2 separate regions of the Sus scrofa genome follow, and region 1 is linked to region 2. A link is a contact called in public HiChIP or PLAC-seq data. All regions are on one chromosome and are shown on one strand. Each heading gives the region's core, a stretch centred on a gene start, on an enhancer-like site or on the middle of the called end of the contact. The rest is flanking DNA. Distances are from core to core; before and after follow the strand shown.

Region 1 (4,943 bases), core at 60-2,559, 160 kb after region 2:
ATCAAACAAACAAACAAACAAAAAACCAAATTAACTAGTGTTCCTTATTTTACCTGGCAGCCCTATGCACAGCCCATCACCACCACATACAAACCTGCTTCCCAGACATTCCCTCTGGGTTGGTCACTGTCCTGTATGCTGGACCATCCCTTATGGCCTCCCTGCAAGACCCATCTATTCTGTATTTCAGTGCCTCATGTTCATTCTCTGCGCTAAGTCTCAGTGGGATGGTAAATACTTTAAGCAGATGGACAAATTCTTCTTAATAGGTAGGCTAGTTACCCTATCTAGATAACATTGTACCTTAACCTGCTAGAGTATATGCCGGCTTCCAGAAGGCTCTCACTGAATGGTGGTGGGGGAGACAGGGAGACTGGAAGCATCCCTAAGGCTAACAGCTTATGCCATGAGAGCCTACATGTCAGTGAGTCCCAACTTCGCCTGTACAAGGGGAGCTTAAAACATTCTTGATGTCTGGTCCTACCCTCAACGACTCTAAGTGAATTCTTCTGGGGTAGAGCCTGGCACTGGGGATATTTTAAGCCCCACACCCAGCCCAGGATCTCCCTAACTCTCAGCCAAGGTGGCTAATCACTCTCTACTTCCTGAGAAAAGAGAGAGAAAGGAGAGAGCAAGATAAAAATGAGAGGAGAAGAGAGAGAGAATGAAATTTTGTTTCAGGGGCTCTGCTTGGCATTGGTCATTGAGGGGATTTGGAATAAGCAAGAGGCAAACACATTCCACTCAAGTAGGGGAAAAAAGTTCAAGAAAGTAATATACTTCGTTCCATTTTGAGCAAAACAGATGTGAGACAGTACTTCTGAAGAGCCCAAAGAATGTTTCATTTTGTGCCAGACACTGTCCTTAAAGATGCCCCAGCTTACAAAAAAAAAAAAAAAGAAAAAAAAAGAAAAGAAAAAAGAAATAAGGAAAAAAAAAAACCGCCCTAGAGAGAGCCAATTTCTTTATTCCTCGGTGAGTCTAACCCAGGCCAGGATCAGGTTCAGAACTCAGGCTGCTCACACACATGGCCTTGCTGGTGTTGGCTGAGGAGTAAGCTTTTGATGTCACCGTGGGCACCTCCGCGAAAGAGGCTCCCCTCTTGCTCAGTGTGGGCTGTGAGCCCAGAGTGTCAGTCCCCGTGCCATTAGCACACGCCGGCCTCGACTCTGACAAGTAGGTCAGCAAAGACACGGCTCCAGCCTCCACGGAGAGGCGCTTGCCGCCGGCAGGAAGCTGCTTCTGCAGAATTAAAAACCATCAGAGTTGATCAAAGGAAGTGCAGGGTAGGCTGGCGGGCGGGCCAGATCCTAATCTCCGCTTGCCGGCCTCACACGTCACTGCACATGAGTCACCCCGCTGAGCTCAGCGGACATGCTGTTTGGATTAGGCTTTTACAGGCGACGTTTGCCAAGCTGCCTCTGCCGGCTCCGCTGCACAGAGCCGCTGAGAGGCGAGGAAGGACGGTGGGGATGGGGGAGAGATGTGGTTGCCCAGGCGCCAGGGAGGAGGGGGCCGTTGGCTCCCCAGGTACACAGGACAGGGACACTAGGGGGTGGCCGGAAGTCCTGCTGTCCCCAGCCTGTCTTCTCAGCTCAGCTCCACAAACCCCAACAGGAGCAACAGCACCCGCACCAGGCCTACACATCCTTCCTCTCTTGCCAGCTCTCCAATTAAGACATACTATTACAGGACTCACAGCTTGCCTTCACTCAACCATTTGCCTCTCAACGAGCAGGAATTCCTTTGCTCAAAAGCAGGCAACACTTCACCACTCAGGCATCTTGCTCCAAAGTCCAGCAGAAAAAAAAAAAGAGGAAAGTCAGAAAATAAAAATTCCTAAATTAAGAGCCAACCCATAAAAGCAGGGCTTCCCCTAGTGCCTGGCTGGTGTGACATCACCACGAGTTACTCAATGAAAATGGTGTCAGAGTAGCAGCTTGATTACATGTGGAAAATTTCTCCAAGAAACAGAACTCTGAGGAAAACGAATAGAGAGAGAAAAGACCTTGCACTTGGGTCCTTGGGGGGGGGGGGGGCTGCGTCCAGGGTGCTGATTCCCCGGGCAAAGAGCAAAGTGGGATTCTCTTCCAAACAGCAGCTCGCAGGGTCGTGGTTCTCAGGAGCGGCGGTAGAGGTAACCCAGCGGTTTGTTTTGCTTCCTTCTGTGGAAGCAATGGTAGGAACAAGATCAAAACCCTTTGTCTCTGATTCTGCCAAGTTTTGCTTCTGTGCATGGTAACTGGGAAGAAGCAGCCCCCATTATTTTGTAAGCCAAGGATTCTTGGCTGGTAGACTCTGTTGGGATTCTCTCTAGAGTATTTTAGACTCTCATTCATTAAAGGCATCTAAATGGAGGTGGCAGCCCTCAACACTTTCAAAATCAATGTTGCCAGCAGTCCCTATACCACTTTTGACTGGAAACCACAAATTTCCAAACTTACCGTTGCTCAGTTGGCTGAACTTTTAAAATTATTTCTTGTCTCTGGCTGAAACCTGAAAGGTTTCTTCTCACCTCTCTATAATTCTCAGGGTGGTCAAATTTGCTCATGAAATCTGTCTTTTCTTCCTTTCCTCTTTTATTATTTTCACTTAAAAACAGAAATAGAGATGGAAGTTACTATCCTGGATAGGCTGCCAGTCGCCAAAGCATAGCCTAGCAGTTGTTAGGTGAAATTGTTTAGCCTCAAATTCCTTATCTAGAAAATGCAGGTAAAAATCACCCTATCCTCACTGATGAAGCCCGAGCGAACTAACGCAAGAAAGACATTTAGTAAAGTTCCTGGTACCCAGTGAACACATAATCAATGCATTATTGTTTCTATTATGGTAATTACTCTGCAACCAGCATTATATAGCTAATAGTGGCAAGCTTCCTCAGGTTTTACTGCTAACATTTCTTCCTTCTGAAATTCCTCTGTGCCCAGAGAGCTAACATTTGCTTTAATTAAAAGTATTTGCTTGGAGTTCCCGCTGTGGTACAATGGGTTAAGGATCCAACATTGCTGCAGCTATGGCATACATAGGTTGAAGCTGTGGCTTAGATTCAGTCCCTGGCCCTGGGAACTCCACATGCTGTGGGTGCAGCTAAAAAAGAAAAGAAAAGTATGTGCCTGAATGGTGCCTGTGCATTCTTTGTTAGGAAAAGACTATAGGAGGGGAGCAGAAGAGGATCATTTATAAATGATGAAAAGGAGATATTTTCCCTTGGGGGGGAATCCTTTCTATAACTAGAGGAAGAAAAGTCCCATAACTCTTGAGCACGTGGGACTCTTAAGAGTTGGGATGGGGGACAGGGGGCACATATATTTGTCCTAGTGGAGTCTGTTAGTGGAGGAAGCCCTGGTTCAATGGATCAAACAGGCACACCTACCAAGCTTCTACCAGTTCTCTGGGTAGCAGGGGATGATGTAATGAGTGGAGGTCTTTTTGTTTAGAAAGGCATTGAGATGGGCGGCATTTCTGCTGTACTGGTGGTCCATGGGCATAGCCTACAGGTGGGAGCTGAGAAGGGGGGGAATTGGAGCAGCTTTCTATAGTAAAATAAAAGTAAGGCATGTCCCCATTTAGGTGGGCAGAATACGTTGGAAGCTTAGAACATGTGTAGGAAAATTCTGCCCTCTGTTCCTTAACATGAACTGAGACTATGGCTTGTCTTTGGTGTGCGTGCGTGTGTGTGTGTGTGTGTGATCTAAGAGTTACTCACAGGAGATCAAAAGACCATAGGAGGAATAAGGAGGGGTATCTTGACTACACACTGGCATGGAGACCCTGAAGAGAACAAGTACTGGCGAATGAAGCCTCCCATGGATTATTCTGGGAATCACCTAACTATGGGGTTCCTAGTAGAGTAACTCTGACTTTGAGAAGCATATGGCTGTGGAATACCCTTACCTTACAGACGACACTATCTGCGGTGGAGGGCAAGGATTGGGTGGATCTTGTTGAGTGGGAATATCATGGTGGGAGGGTTGTATTAAAACCTAAACAGAGTGGAGTTCCCGTTGTGGCGCAGTGGTTAACGAATCTGACTAGGAACCATGAGGTTGCGGGTTCGATCCCTGGCCTCGCTCAATGGGTTAAGGATCCGGCGTTGCCGTGAGCTGTGAGTCCCAGACACGGCTCAGATCCTGTGTTGCTGTGGCTGTGGTGTAGGCCGGTGGCTACAGCTCCGATTCTACCCCTAGCCTGGGAACCTCCATATGCCGCAGGAGCGGCCCTAGAAAAGGCAAAAAGACAAAACAAACAAACAAACAAACAAAAACCCCTAAACACTGTGATAGCCTGTGTTCTTTACCTTCTGTGTGCTCTAGTCCCAGCACCTACAATAGTGCCTGTGACATCACAGGTACCTAGTAAATATCTGTGGTTGTTGTTGTTTGGGGGGGTTGCACCTTGGGCAAGTGAACGCTTCCGGGCCAGGGATTAAACCCATGCTACAGCAGGGACCCACTGTTGGGTCTCCAAAACAGTTGTTGGGAACTCCAACAGTTGTTGAATGAATGAATTTTGCCATGGAAAAAAAAGTGGGGCTCATGGAGGAAAAGAATAAAAGGGGTTGGGCCTTGGGGCTGGTCAGGAAGGTTAGGAAATGGGGCATGCCTATGAAGAGACACTGCTGAGGGATCTTCCTTCTTCCCTTGGGCTCTGAGAATAATCACATTTTATATCCAGCTTTCTTCCCCTTCTATCTATTCCTAAACTTCCAATGAAGTGGCTTACACATATGTGTTAGAGGTGTAGACTTTTTTTTTCTTTTTAAGGTCTTACCCATGGCATATGGAAGTTCTCAGGCTGGGAGTTAAATCGGAGCCACAGCAGCCGGCCTACACCACGACCACAGCAACATGCGATCCGAGCTGTGTCTGCGACTTACACCACAGCTCACGGCAATGCCAGATCCTTAATTCACTGAGCGAGGCCACGGATTGCACCCACATCTT
Region 2 (5,142 bases), core at 951-3,450:
TCCATGGATTTTTTCCTTTGAAACAATTTCTACCTTTAGCCTTTGTTTTTTTATTTTACCTATCATCACTTCAAGTCTATTGATCTAAGGTATCTCACCTCTATTTACCAGCCTATAAAATGACAATGCCAAATCTTTCCTTAAATACTGGTTTGGAAATAAAACTGTGTCCAACCAGAACAGAGTAAAAAGCTCTGTGCAAACTGCTTAGGGAATTCTGTCTGAGCCGATACACACCTGACAACCTAATGGGATGTCAAATATGCCTGTGTTTCTCTGAGGCCTGGCAGTAGTATAAAGATTAAGTGCCTTTTGAGAAACTAGTTTTGAAAAAAAGGAAGGGAAGGGATGATTAACAGGGGTCTTGGAAACATTAAGCAGAATGTATTTTACCAATAATTCAGAGATTATACTTTTAAATTCACAATGGTTCAAGTTCACATGTATTATAAGCTTTATGAAGAACTTTAAATTCCACAAATTTAAAAAACACAAATTTAAAAAAATTAGAGGGAGTTCCCTTATGGTGCTGTGGGTTAAGGATCCAGCATTGTCGCTGTAGCAGCTTGGGTCACTGCTATGGCACAGGTTTGATGCCTGGCAGGCATGGCCGAAAAACAAAAACAAAACAAAACAAAAAAAAAGAAAAGATGAGAGAATATTATATTTGAAAATGTGTGATATGCCTGAATGTAGTTTTAATTAAATGGTTTACAGTTAATGGTTCAATACCCTCTAAAATTTTGTTAACTAATGACTAACAATTAATAGTATGTACTATGTACTAATTTTTCACCACTTGTATACTTTAAGTTTTTGTTTTGGTTTAGGAGATATTAGTTTTATTTAAAGATTTAGTGAAGTGTCAGTATTATCCTGATACCAAAACCAGACAGAGACAAAACAAGAAAACTACAGACCAACTTCCCTTATCAATATAGATGAAAAGAATCTTCAACAAAATCCTAACAAACTGAATCGAGTAACATATAAAATAGAGAACAAGATCAGGATGACCACTCTTGCCACATCTATTCAAAACTGTACAAGAGATTCTAGTCAAAACAATCAGTCAAGAAAATGAAAAACAATTCAGATTAGAAAGAAAGAAGAGTTTTACAGGGTGCATAGTCTTATATGTAGAAAATCCTGAGGAATCCATTAAAAACTATTAAAACTAAGAAATGAGTTCAGAGGTGCAGGATCCAAGAGCAATGTATTTATATATACTAGCAATGAATATTCTGAAAATGAAATTGAGAAAACAATTTCATTTAAAATGGCATCAGAGATACTTAGGTACAAACTTAACAAGGCGCAAATTTGTACCCTAAAAACTAAAAAACATCTTTGAAAAAATTCTAGATTTAAATAAATAAAGAGCTGTTCATAAATTAGAAGACCATATTAAAATAGTGACGTTCCCCAAACTGATCCATAAAGGAAAAAACAAAACAAAACAAAACAATTCTTATCAAAATGCCAGCTGGCTTCTCTGCAGAAACTGACAAGCTGATCTTAAAACTCATGTGGAAAATCAATGGATCCTGAATAGCTAAACTACCTTGAAAAAGAAAAAAGTTGTAGGACTCATACTTCCCAATTTCAAAACTTACTGCAAAACTACAATAATGAAGATTGTGGTACTGGCACAGGATAGACATATACATCAATGGGCTATAACTGAGAGTCCAGATAGAAACCCATACGTTTATGGTCAACAGATTTTCAACAAGGGTGTCAATATCCTGCACTGGGGAATAACATTCTTTTCAATGACTGGATATTCACACCCAAGAGAATGAAGTTGGATATCTACCTCACATCATATACAAAGATTAATAATGCAAGATGAATCACAGACCTAAAGATAAGAGCTAAAACTATAAAATTCTTAGAAGAAAATACAGAGGTAAATCTTTATGACCAAGAGACAAGAGAAAGAATAGATAAATGGGACTATATAAAATTTTGAAGCTTTTGTGAAATAAATGTAAACATAAAGGGAAAAGACAACCATTGGAATGAGAGAACATACTTGCAACTCATATATCTGATAAGGTACTATATCCAGAATATATAAAGAACGCTTATAACTCAACAATAAAAACACAAATCAATTCAAAGACAGGCACAGGATATGAGTAGACACTTCTCTAAAGAGGTTACACAAGTGGTTGGTAAACACATGGAAAAGACATTCAACATCATTAGCCATCAAAGAAATACGTATCAAAACCACAAAGGAGTTCCTGCTGTAGTGCAATGGGTTAAGAATCCGACTGCAGTGGCTGGAGTTGCTGTGGGGGCGCAGGTTGAATCCATGGCCCGGCACAGTCACTTAAGGATTCAGTGTTGCCACAGCTGTGCCATAGGTTGTAGCTATAGATCCAATCCCTGGCCTGAAAACTTCCATATGCTGAGGGGGAAGCTGGAAAACACACACACACACACACACAATGAAAAAGCACTTCACTAGGTTGGCTAAAATGAAAACAAAGTCAATGACAAGTGTTGACAAGGATGTGGAGAAATTGGAACCTCCATACTTTACTAGTGGAATTGTAAAATGGTGTAGCTATTGTGGGAAACAACCTGGAAGCTCTTCAAAATGTTAAACACAGAGTTATCAGCAACTTTACTCCTTGGTATATACCTAAGAGAGTGGAAAACATATGTCTACACAAAAACGTATGTATGACTGCTCACAGCAGCATTACTCCCAGTGGTCAAAAAGTGGAAATAACTCAAATGGTCACCAAGTGATGAAGGAGGTATATTCATATAATGGAATATTTGCTGACAATAGGGATGAAATACTTATATATTCTGTACAACAGGGATGAACCTTTGAAAGATTAAGTGAAAGAAATTAGAAACAAATGACAATGTATAATATGACTCTATATGAAATGTCTGGAATTGGCAAACCCATAGAAACAGAAAAGTAGATCTGGAAGTAGGTGGGGGTGAGGAGGAGTGAAGGCTAATGGGTATAGGATTTCTTTTTTGGGTTAATGAAAATGTTCTGAAATTAGCTTGTGATGAAAGTTGCACAATCCTGTGACCTTCCTAAAACCTAATGAAGAGTGTGTGTGTGTGTGTGTGTGTGTGTGTGTGTGTGTGTATTTTGGCTGCGCCTGCCTGCGGCACACAGAAATTCCAGAGCCAGGGATTGAACTGGTGCCACAGAGGCGAACTGAGCCACAGCAGTGACAACACTGGATTCCATAATGTGCTGAGTCACTAAGGAGCTCCTGAATAATATACATTAAATGGGTGAATTTTATGGTTATATGAATGATATCTCAATAATGCTGCTAAAAAGAATCCTTACTATGAGGATTAGCAATGTCAAGGAAGTACCATGTCCTCTTAGGTCCATGCATTTAATTTTTTCCCTCAGAAGTTACAGTAGTAATATATTCTTTTTTTGTGTGTGTGTTTTTGTCTTTTTTTTTAGGGCCACACCTGAGGCATATGGAGGTTCCCAGGCTAGGGGTCCAGTCAGAGCTGTAGCCATCACCCTACGCCAGAGCCACAGCAACGCAGGATCTGAGCTGCGCCTGTGACCTACACCACTGCTCATGGCAATGCCAGATCCCTAACCCTACTGAGTAAGGCCAGGGATTGAGCCCATGTCCTCATGGATGCTAGTCGGGTTTGCTAACTGCTGAGCCATGAAGGGAACTCCGTAATATACTCTTCTAAAACGATTTTATCACTGTGATAATTTACTCACACTTATGCTTACTTCTTAATTACAAGACATAGAAGATTTCTAGATATAGACATGAAGACATCTTTAAACATTTTGCTAGTCACCTTTTCTGCTTCATGCACAACTGGGACATATGCTGCATTAAGCTAAAAAAAATTCCTTGCCCTATGTGTGAGTTTTCAGGGTTAGGGTCAGTGATAATAATCCAAATGGCTACGGTGAGGGATTTTTTAATTTTAAGCTTGCTAATGATAGCTTCATTAAATGTTAGAAGGTAATTTCAGTGAATTTAATCAGATCAGTTTTTCCTTAAAAACTGGCACTCTGCATGTATGTATACATTGTAGAGCCATCCAATGAAGTGGTGACTCTTAATGATTCAAGTCCTTCTAGCCCTTACTACTCTACTTGGTGTTTTAACTCCTTCTTATACACAGTAAATTCTTTTTAAATACTATATCAGCAGTGATTTAACCTTCAAATATAAATTTTCCTTGTAGTATTTCCAAGTAATACTATAAACACCATTAAGTGCATCTTAAAGAATACTGGTGGACTCATGAAAAAGAGACAAGCTTTGGAATCATACAGAACCTGAGTTCAAATCCCAGCTCAATCGCAAGCAACTCTATGGGCCTTGGTTTCCTATCTGTGCAAAAGAGATATTTGTTGCATTTTTGTGAAGATTTAAAGTAATACATAAAAATAATTTGGTACAAGGTCTGTCATCAGATATTGAATAAATGGTAGCTTTTACTCTTACATTATTTATTTTTTTAGGGCCGTACCTGCAGCATATGGAAGTTCTTGGGCTAGGGGTTGAATCAGAGCTATAGCTGCCAGCCTACACCATAGCCACAGCCACGGCAATAACAGATCCAAGCCAAGTCTGCGACCTATACCACAGGTCACGGCAATGCCGGATCCTTAACCGACTGAGCGAGGCCAGGGATCGAACCTACATCCTCATGGGTACTAGTCAGGCTGTTTCTACTATACCACAACAGGAAATCCTCTATTTCACTGATTTTAGCATTTGTGGTATCTGTTCAGCTGTCCCCAAAATAGACCTGAAGTAAACTCCTTTGTGGTTTTCTTTCTTTCTTTTTTACTGGCTGTACCTGCTGCATATGGAAGTTCCTAGGCTAAGGGTCGAATTGGAGCTACAGCTGCCAGCCTACACCACAGCCACAGCCAAGGCAATACCACATTTTAAAGCTTATCTTTACCTTAGAAAACTATTTTTTCATGATTCTGAGCACTATATATGAGAAAGATTTTGAATGTTTTGATTTCCCAGAGGTGTTAATTTGCATCCAACAGCCAAAGGGGAAAACTTGCTACAAAAAAACTCTCCATGATTTAATTTAGTTAGAATTAAATGAAATGGCTGATTTGAAGTATTTGTTACATAAAAATAT

Evidence for each region. HiChIP or PLAC-seq counts read pairs in DNA pulled down with a chosen protein or histone mark.
Region 1: a contact with region 2 is called in an H3K27ac HiChIP or PLAC-seq map of alveolar macrophages. The contact joins two enhancer-like sites. A contact is called at or near these places in 1 of 47 Hi-C or Micro-C datasets (embryonic fibroblasts) and 2 of 2 datasets of contacts at active chromatin or transcription factors (alveolar macrophages and skeletal muscle).

What each region holds. Positions count from the first base shown.
Region 1 is chr3:98,188,097-98,193,039 of Sscrofa11.1, forward strand. No RefSeq gene overlaps it. Among named protein-coding and RNA genes, the nearest start is that of EML4, 35 kb to the left of the region's middle. Within about 2 kb of position 1,310, at least 75 of the 83 cell types and tissues checked have an H3K27ac peak or open chromatin away from gene starts, as enhancers often do. A contact at or near this core is called in alveolar macrophages, where this site is marked.
Region 2 is chr3:98,027,116-98,032,257 of Sscrofa11.1, forward strand. The region is part of intron 17 of EML4 (echinoderm microtubule-associated protein-like 4); the gene reads right to left. Among named protein-coding and RNA genes, the nearest start is that of EML4, 130 kb to the right of the region's middle. Within about 2 kb of position 2,201, at least 3 of the 83 cell types and tissues checked have an H3K27ac peak or open chromatin away from gene starts, as enhancers often do. A contact at or near this core is called in alveolar macrophages, where this site is marked.